2 separate regions of the Mus musculus genome follow, and region 2 is linked to region 1. The links are chromatin contacts, called in public HiChIP or PLAC-seq maps. All regions are on one chromosome and are shown on one strand. The core of a region is the stretch at or near the end of the contact, and the rest is flanking DNA. Distances in the headings are between cores, read along the strand shown. Region 1 overlaps Gm29260 (a long non-coding RNA gene). Region 2 holds the start of Pantr1 (POU domain, class 3, transcription factor 3 adjacent noncoding transcript 1).

Evidence for each region. HiChIP or PLAC-seq counts read pairs in DNA pulled down with a chosen protein or histone mark.
Region 2: an H3K4me3 HiChIP or PLAC-seq map of embryonic forebrain shows a contact between it and region 1, with 11 times the contacts expected there. The contact joins the promoter of Pantr1 here to the enhancer-like site in region 1. A contact is called at or near these places in 6 of 39 promoter capture datasets (cranial neural crest, frontonasal cranial neural crest, hippocampal neurons and 3 more), 3 of 484 Hi-C or Micro-C datasets (Sertoli cells, adipose-derived mesenchymal stem cells and liver), 12 of 115 datasets of contacts at active chromatin or transcription factors (craniofacial prominence, embryonic basal ganglia, embryonic brain and 9 more) and 3 of 9 other capture datasets (embryonic stem cells, embryonic tail and embryonic trunk).

What each region holds. Positions count from the first base shown.
Region 1 is chr1:41,917,449-41,920,837 of GRCm38.p6, forward strand. It overlaps Gm29260 (a long non-coding RNA gene), which reads left to right. Exons shown (of 6, transcript XR_373362.3): 5 at 2,461-2,573. Among named protein-coding and RNA genes, the nearest start is that of Gm29260, 180 kb to the left of the region's middle. Within about 2 kb of position 1,688, at least 11 of the 459 cell types and tissues checked have an H3K27ac peak or open chromatin away from gene starts, as enhancers often do. A contact at or near this core is called in craniofacial prominence and embryonic forebrain, where this site is marked.
Region 2 is chr1:42,693,347-42,696,735 of GRCm38.p6, forward strand. Pantr1 (POU domain, class 3, transcription factor 3 adjacent noncoding transcript 1) reads right to left here and starts at 1,479. Exons shown (of 4, transcript NR_027826.2): 1 at 1,401-1,479. It overlaps Pou3f3 (POU domain, class 3, transcription factor 3), which reads left to right and starts at 2,422. Exons shown (of 1, transcript NM_008900.3): 1 at 2,422-3,389. The region is part of intron 1 of Gm46091 (predicted gene, 46091); the gene reads left to right.

The DNA.
Region 1 (3,389 bases), core at 438-2,937:
TGTCTAAGATGCTCTGCTGCCCCCAGAATGCCTAGAGACTGAGGGAGTTTTCAGACTCTGTCTTTGAATTCTGGGAGCTCTGCTTGTGGGACCTACAGGCTTTCTGTGTTGCTTATTGTCTCATGGAGGCTACCCTGGCAGGCTGACTGCGCTTCTTTGTCTCCTGAATTTTCTCTGGAGTGCGTTTGAAGAGGCTTCTCTTTTCTAGTCTGTGGCACGCCTCTCCCCACCTGCTTTTGCTCCCCCTGCCCTTCTCTGCTCAAGAACCATGAGAGAAAAATCTGAGTCATTCCCTAGGAATAACCACTATGCTTTCTTCACTATGAAAGTACAAGAATGTGGTGGTGCACCCACACTTGTATGTGGTCACAGGCAGGCTGAAATTTATCCAGGAACACCCACGGATGTCACTATGCCCCATTAGTACTTAAGTCCCAGTTGATAGTCTGCCTACCCACACCTCACTCCTTTCTCAGAGACTTTTTTTTTTAGGTATTTTCCTCGTTTACATTTTCAATGCTATCCCAAAGGTCCCCCCTACCCACCCCCCCCCACTCCCCTACCCACCCACTCCCCCTTTTTGGCCCTGGCGTTCACCTGTACTGGGGCATATAAAGTTTGCAAGTCCAATGGGCCTCTCTTTGCAGTGATGGCCGATTACAGAGACAAAATTTGGAGCTGTGACGAAAGGATGGACCATCTAGTGATTGCCATATGCAGGGATCCATCCCATAATCAGCTTCCAAATGCTGACACCATTGCATACACTAGCAAGATTTCGCTGAAAGGACCCAGATATAGGTCTCAGAGACTTTTAAAGCTGTGGATAGAAAAAATAACCTTTTCCCCAAAAAGTGGAGCCTAGCCTGAAGCTCGAAAGCCCCGTCTTAAGTGCCACAGCTTCAGGGAGTGGACTTCCTGGTCACTTTCAGTTCTCCTGTCGCCCTTCTTCCTTTGCTCTAGGAGAAAGAGCTTGAGGAAGGAGGGCCGGCCATAAAGCTGGGGTATACTCTGAGGGAGAAAGTAATCCTTTAATTAAGAGGGGAATTCTTTTGTACCTGCACTGTATCCTTTTGATGCATTTAGATAGAGGGAACCTGAGAGGCCAGGGACAATGGCAGTTTGCTACTGTCTGAATCCCTTCCCCTTACACTTAATCCTGTCCTTATTGGGACCTTGGGTAGAAAGCTGATAATTTTGGTGTTGTCCTAAAAAGGAAGGCAGTGCCTTGAATTCCTGCCACTATCCCCTGATAATGAACAGGCCTAATGAATGCGGGTACGTGGTAAGAACCTGTGACCAGCTGCATCGGGGCAGGCAGTACAGCTCAGGTTTAATTGGGAGCAGGTATTGGAAGGCTGTATTACTTTAATTGGTGAGGGGTTTTCTAAATGGAAAGGACAAAGTATAATGAAGAAATTGTGCCGTACAATAGCACTTAAGCTGGGATTGTATGCATCCGTTAATCTGCTGAGGAATGAGGCAATTCTAAACAATTTTCTCAGTGAAACCAACTCCAGAAAGCCTGTCCCCTTTGTTCCCCCTTGGGAAAATGCAAGATTGAAACAGAAAATACCTTTACCGAAGCAATCATGTGCCACGTGTAGAAAGCGGATACAGCTGTAAGCTCTGCAAAAGGGATCTTTGTGGTCCAATAGGGGGACGGAAACAGAGATAAGGCTTGGGATAAGAGTGAGCCTGCGTCTGAAGTAGGAATACAGTAATGGCATTTACAGTGACAGATGAGCCTCTGAGGAGAGAGCAGGACAGTTCAGAGAGGGGAATCTGATATTTAAAAGACAGGGCCTTGATAATTAAGAGTAACATTGCATTAAGCTGTTACGCAGCTCATTATGGACAGAAGGAAAAGCCGTGTCTCCGAAAAAGTTAATGATTCTCAAGAAACCTTTCTGGAAGCCGTAACAGTACTAAAAGCCTTGGTGGACAAAAGTTTGAAGTCAGGCTGTATTTCTGGCTTCCAAATTTCATTTAAAATTGTGAAGGGCACTGTGGTCAAAAAGCCATTGCAATAACTGTGTGGTGTTCTCTGTTGCCTGACAGGGCTCAGGTGCTGTCTGTGTGTACAGCTAGACCAGGGAAGGAGGGAGACTAGCTAAGGAATGGAATTTACAAAAGTTACTGCTTTAAACACATGAGTATAAAACAGACAGGAGACATTCACCATCAGGCACTTGCTACTGACTAATTTCCTTTCACAATTTGTATTCTACAGCATATCTCTACAATAACGACACACACACACGCACACACATACACACACACACACACACACACACACACACAGAGAGAGAGAGAGAGAGAGAGAGAGAGAGAGAGAGAGACTATTGGCTTTATATTTGTGACTCAATGAGCCTTTATGAGACTGTTCAACAGAATTCTTAATAGGTTTAAACTTCTTGTGCATGAGCAATTGAATTATTCTTGTGTATTTTCTTCTAGGTGGGAAAACACGATGATCCTAAGCTTTGTGGTTTTCAAAGAAGTTCATCAGTGGGGGGAGGAGAAAATGGAGCAGAAGAGAAGTGTTGGCCAGACTTTCCCAGGATTCCCAGGTGGGTTTCATATATTGCTCAACTAGAAGAACCAGACCAACTCATCTTTCCCAGAAGACTGCAAAGTGCAAAGGCTATTGTGAGTGTTAGATTCAAAGCTCGAAAGCTACAGTTTATAAAAGAGCTCTTTGGAAGGGAAACTATTTTGGTACTCTGAACATTTAGATCCCATCTATTGGGCAACATCGTTATTGGGCTCAATCTGAAGTTCCCACTACAGTGAAAACAAAACAACAAACAAAAACCCATTGGTGTAAAACTTTTTATCCTAAGAAACAAGAATAAAACCTCTCTGCAACATTGGTTGGTAATGGCAAAATCCTGCTTGGTACTCAGGAAAAGATGTGTATGCTTAAAAGGTAACCTGATTCAGAACAATTCCACCAGAACATCTTCAAGGCCATCAAGGGATATGCTCTTTGCACAACCAGAAACACAAGGATGATAGCTCAGACTCCAAGCTGATCCTATGCATAAAAACCTTAGAGTCTGTCAAATTCCTTGGCAGAGGTGGTTGTTGTAGGGACTGAGATAAATGAGAACACAATGGGAAAGAAGGAGCTAGAATCCCGAGCGATGCTCTGTGTCTATAACTGTGACATGAAATACTATCAACGCTGAACTGAATCCATCTGTAAAGGTAAATTATTTGTAAGTGTACATGTTAGTGTACTTGTGGCCTGAGCCTGATAAAAGTTATTTGTGATTATGATATACAAAAGTGACAAAAGCCCAAGAGTACAACAGAAGTATAAAAGAAGGAAGAATTTGTTGGCTGATTTCTGCCATGGCCCTACTTCTGGAACAAAGCATAAT
Region 2 (3,389 bases), core at 229-2,728, 780 kb after region 1:
GGAGAGAAGGGGACAGACCTGGGAACAGAAGTGCGTTTCTGTTATTGAGGAGCACAGCGTTTGGGGGGCTTCCCGAACGTGCACACCCTCCTTGCAAAGAAAGAAAGTGGATCTGTTTGCTGAGGCGCTATCCCGTTTCATCAGGCCACCTGAGACGGCTTTTGAAAGCGTGTACTGTGAAACTCATAGCAGTAATTTAGACAAAATCCTCACTGTATATTAATGAAAGGCGGCCCCATGGCTCTGTTCCTATCCTCCCCATTCAGTGTAAACAAAACCACGAGACTCTTTCGGTTTTTGAGCCGGATCCAAGCAAAATCGGCAGGAAAGGAAAACACGGGGTGCTGGCACCGACTATTCAAACGTCTGCACCTGGAGATCTCAGATTTATTCAATGAAATCTGTGTTCCATCTTTTATATATACATATACGCATATATAAATATAAAAAGGAACCTTTTGGAATGGAGGGGGGAATCCGTTCTGTTTTGGGGCTTTGGTTACTGCTGCCTTTTAGATCTGTTTCTACGATGGTATCTTTTCACCCCGGCAAGCAGGAGCTGGACCCGATCCTACATAAATGCCCCGCGTCTACGGTTAATCTCGAGATCACGCAGAGGCTGCGAGGCTGCTGCTGAGCTGGAGAGCTCCCTCTGTAACTGAGTTCACAGAAGTGAGCCCTCTAGAGAAATTATGCATCGGGGAGAAGGCAGGCCAGTTCTTTATATTCGGAGCACACCGACCGCCGGGTTACGTTCTCGGCTGCTGCTTGGACTAGAAACTGCAGATTGCGGTCCGGTGCCCTGCAGCTGAGGGTGCGGGGTGCAAGCACACGCACACTCATTAAGAGTCGTGTATTTATTGAATGTCCGAATTGGGTTAGTTCATTGGAAATCCCCAAGGAGGATTTAATTTGTCCTTGTTTTCGTTGCCACTTTCTCTTTTTTCTTGGTTCGCTGAGGTTCCTCTGTGCGGCGTTTCCGCTTGGCCGCGTCGTCCCCCCCCCCCCCAACACACACACACCACACCACCCCCTCTTCTCCCGCCTACCGGGCGCACTCCTCCTCCCGGGCCCCTTAACTCTTTCAGCTGGGTTGCGGCTGAGAAAGCACTTGTCGACAGCGGTCACAGCCACCTCGCAAAACCTGAGACCCAAAGAAAGAGGAAAATAAAGCGTCCCCATGCCCAAGAATAGCAAGCGAGTGAAAACCCCACCAATGAACACACTCACACGCGCGCACACACGCACGCACACACACACACACACACACACACACACACACGAGTCAGCGGTAAAGGGGACCGGGGTGGGGGGCGGGTGAGCAGCTAGCAGCCCTAGGCCCTCTAGGCGAGCTGAGGCAGACACTGCATTCTAAAGGCATTGGGATCGAATACACTTACGATGAATCTAGGGGGACGGTCGGGCTGATTGCCTTTCAAATACCTCGCGTGGCTTCGTTGACCGGCACCCTCCAAACTCACAAGGGCACGCACGATACTTGCAAGAATCCCAGAGGAGGGTGGGTGGGAGGGAGGAAAGGAGGGAGGGGGGGTTGGAGAGCGAGCAGCCGCAGCAAGCGGTCGGACTCGCACGCGCGGGCCCCGCGCTGGTACAGGGCTGCAGGTTTCCCAGATGATGGCATCCGAGAACTTAAACAAAGAGGGTCGCCGCCGGCGCGCCGCGGCTGCACAAAGTTGCAGTGGCGGATTTCCAAGAAGCTTGGCCACAGGAGCTCTGCGCGAGGCAAGCCTTCCTTTCCCACCTCCTGCAGGACAGAGATGGGGGCCCGCGCGTGAAGGGAAGAGGAAACTTTGAAACCAGTGGGGACACATCTGTCTATAGGTATTAGCTTGAACGTACATCCGCGGCGCGCGCTTTACAAATCTCTCGCGTGGGGTGGGGGTGCGACACAACGCAGTCTAGGTAGAATGGGTAGACTGCTATTTTTCAAGATTTTTTTCCCCTCTTCATTTTCCTCCTGGTCCCCCTTCTACCCGCCCCCTCCTTTTCTCTTCCATTTCTCTCCCAACCCCCCCAGACCAATCGCGAACACAGGGAGCCGCCAAGGGAACGCAGACGTTTGGGCTGGACACTAAGAGTTAAGATGTGGCGGAGGGGTGGAGCGAGGGGGGGGGACGACGAAGGGGGCGGAGGGGGAGGGGCGTGGAGGGGAAAGTGGCGCGGAGGAGGGAGGATGGGGCGGGGGGGGGGGGACAACAGATTTCCAGCTTCTACGACGCTCTGCCTAAATTAAAAAGCAACCAATCGGAACGGCCGGAAGGGGGGCCAGGCGTCCTAAGCCAGTCATTCCAGGCTTGCCAATCACCCAGCGGGTAGCCAATCAGCAGGGGCCCTGGTGCTCGACTTCCTTGTATTTGGGAAAGTGTGGTGGTGGGTGCGCGCTTGCGGCGGAGGGTAAACATTCGACAGTCCCTGCTCTGAGAGGGAGGGACGGAGAGCGAACTGTCAGATCCTAGCGGGAGCGGGCGCTCGAGAGAAGGAGAGAGGGAGAGAGAGAGTGAGAGAGAGAGGGAAAGTGAGACAGAGAGAAAGAGAGAGAATCCGGGCGCAGAGCTAGCTCCGGCTGCAACTCTGCCCCGGCACGCCTGCTCCCGCGCCCGCCGTCGGGTACTCTAGGAGCGGTACAACGTGCCCACAGGAGTTGGTTGTGTATCAAGGATTCCCTGTATGCACACACACATCTCCACCTCCACCAATGCACTCTTCTTCCTCCTCCTTCTCCAGACAACTGCCGGGGAAAAAATAAAACATCAACCCCAACCTTCAGCAACAAGGTAACAGAACAATTCGACATTTTTTTTTCCTGTTCAATTTTTGCCTTGTTATATTTGTTTCCTAATTTCTACCCAAAAGGAAAGATGTCGCACCAGACTGTGAGTGTCGCGAGGAACATGAAAAGGGACTCTTGTTTCAGAGACGTCCAAGAGCTCCGGCAATAACAACTTCAGAGAAATGCACCATCGCAAGAAGTTTTCCTAGGACAAAACAAAACTTGAAAGAAGCGAACCAGGGGGGCAGAACAGGAGCCAGCCGCCCCACTCCGCAGACGCGAGCCGCCAGCATCACCACGCCTGTAAGGACCGGAAAAGTTTTACTATAGTAAGGGGAAACAGTAAGATGTGTTGCTGAAGATCAGGGAAGACAGCGGACCAACTAGGAGCGGCCAGATTGCTGGCCACCCACAATTTGGCCAAGGAAGAAAGGAACCGCTTCGTCCTTTGTTGTCTCCCGTGAAACCTTCGCTTAGCAGGTGGACAGAGCCCTGTGCCGGGCCAGAGTCCGCACTCGTCCGAGGACAGGAGGAGCCGCGGAGCCCTTGCTCCCCGAGAGAGCGCCCGAAGTACGGGTCCCCGCCCCAGTGGGCGAGC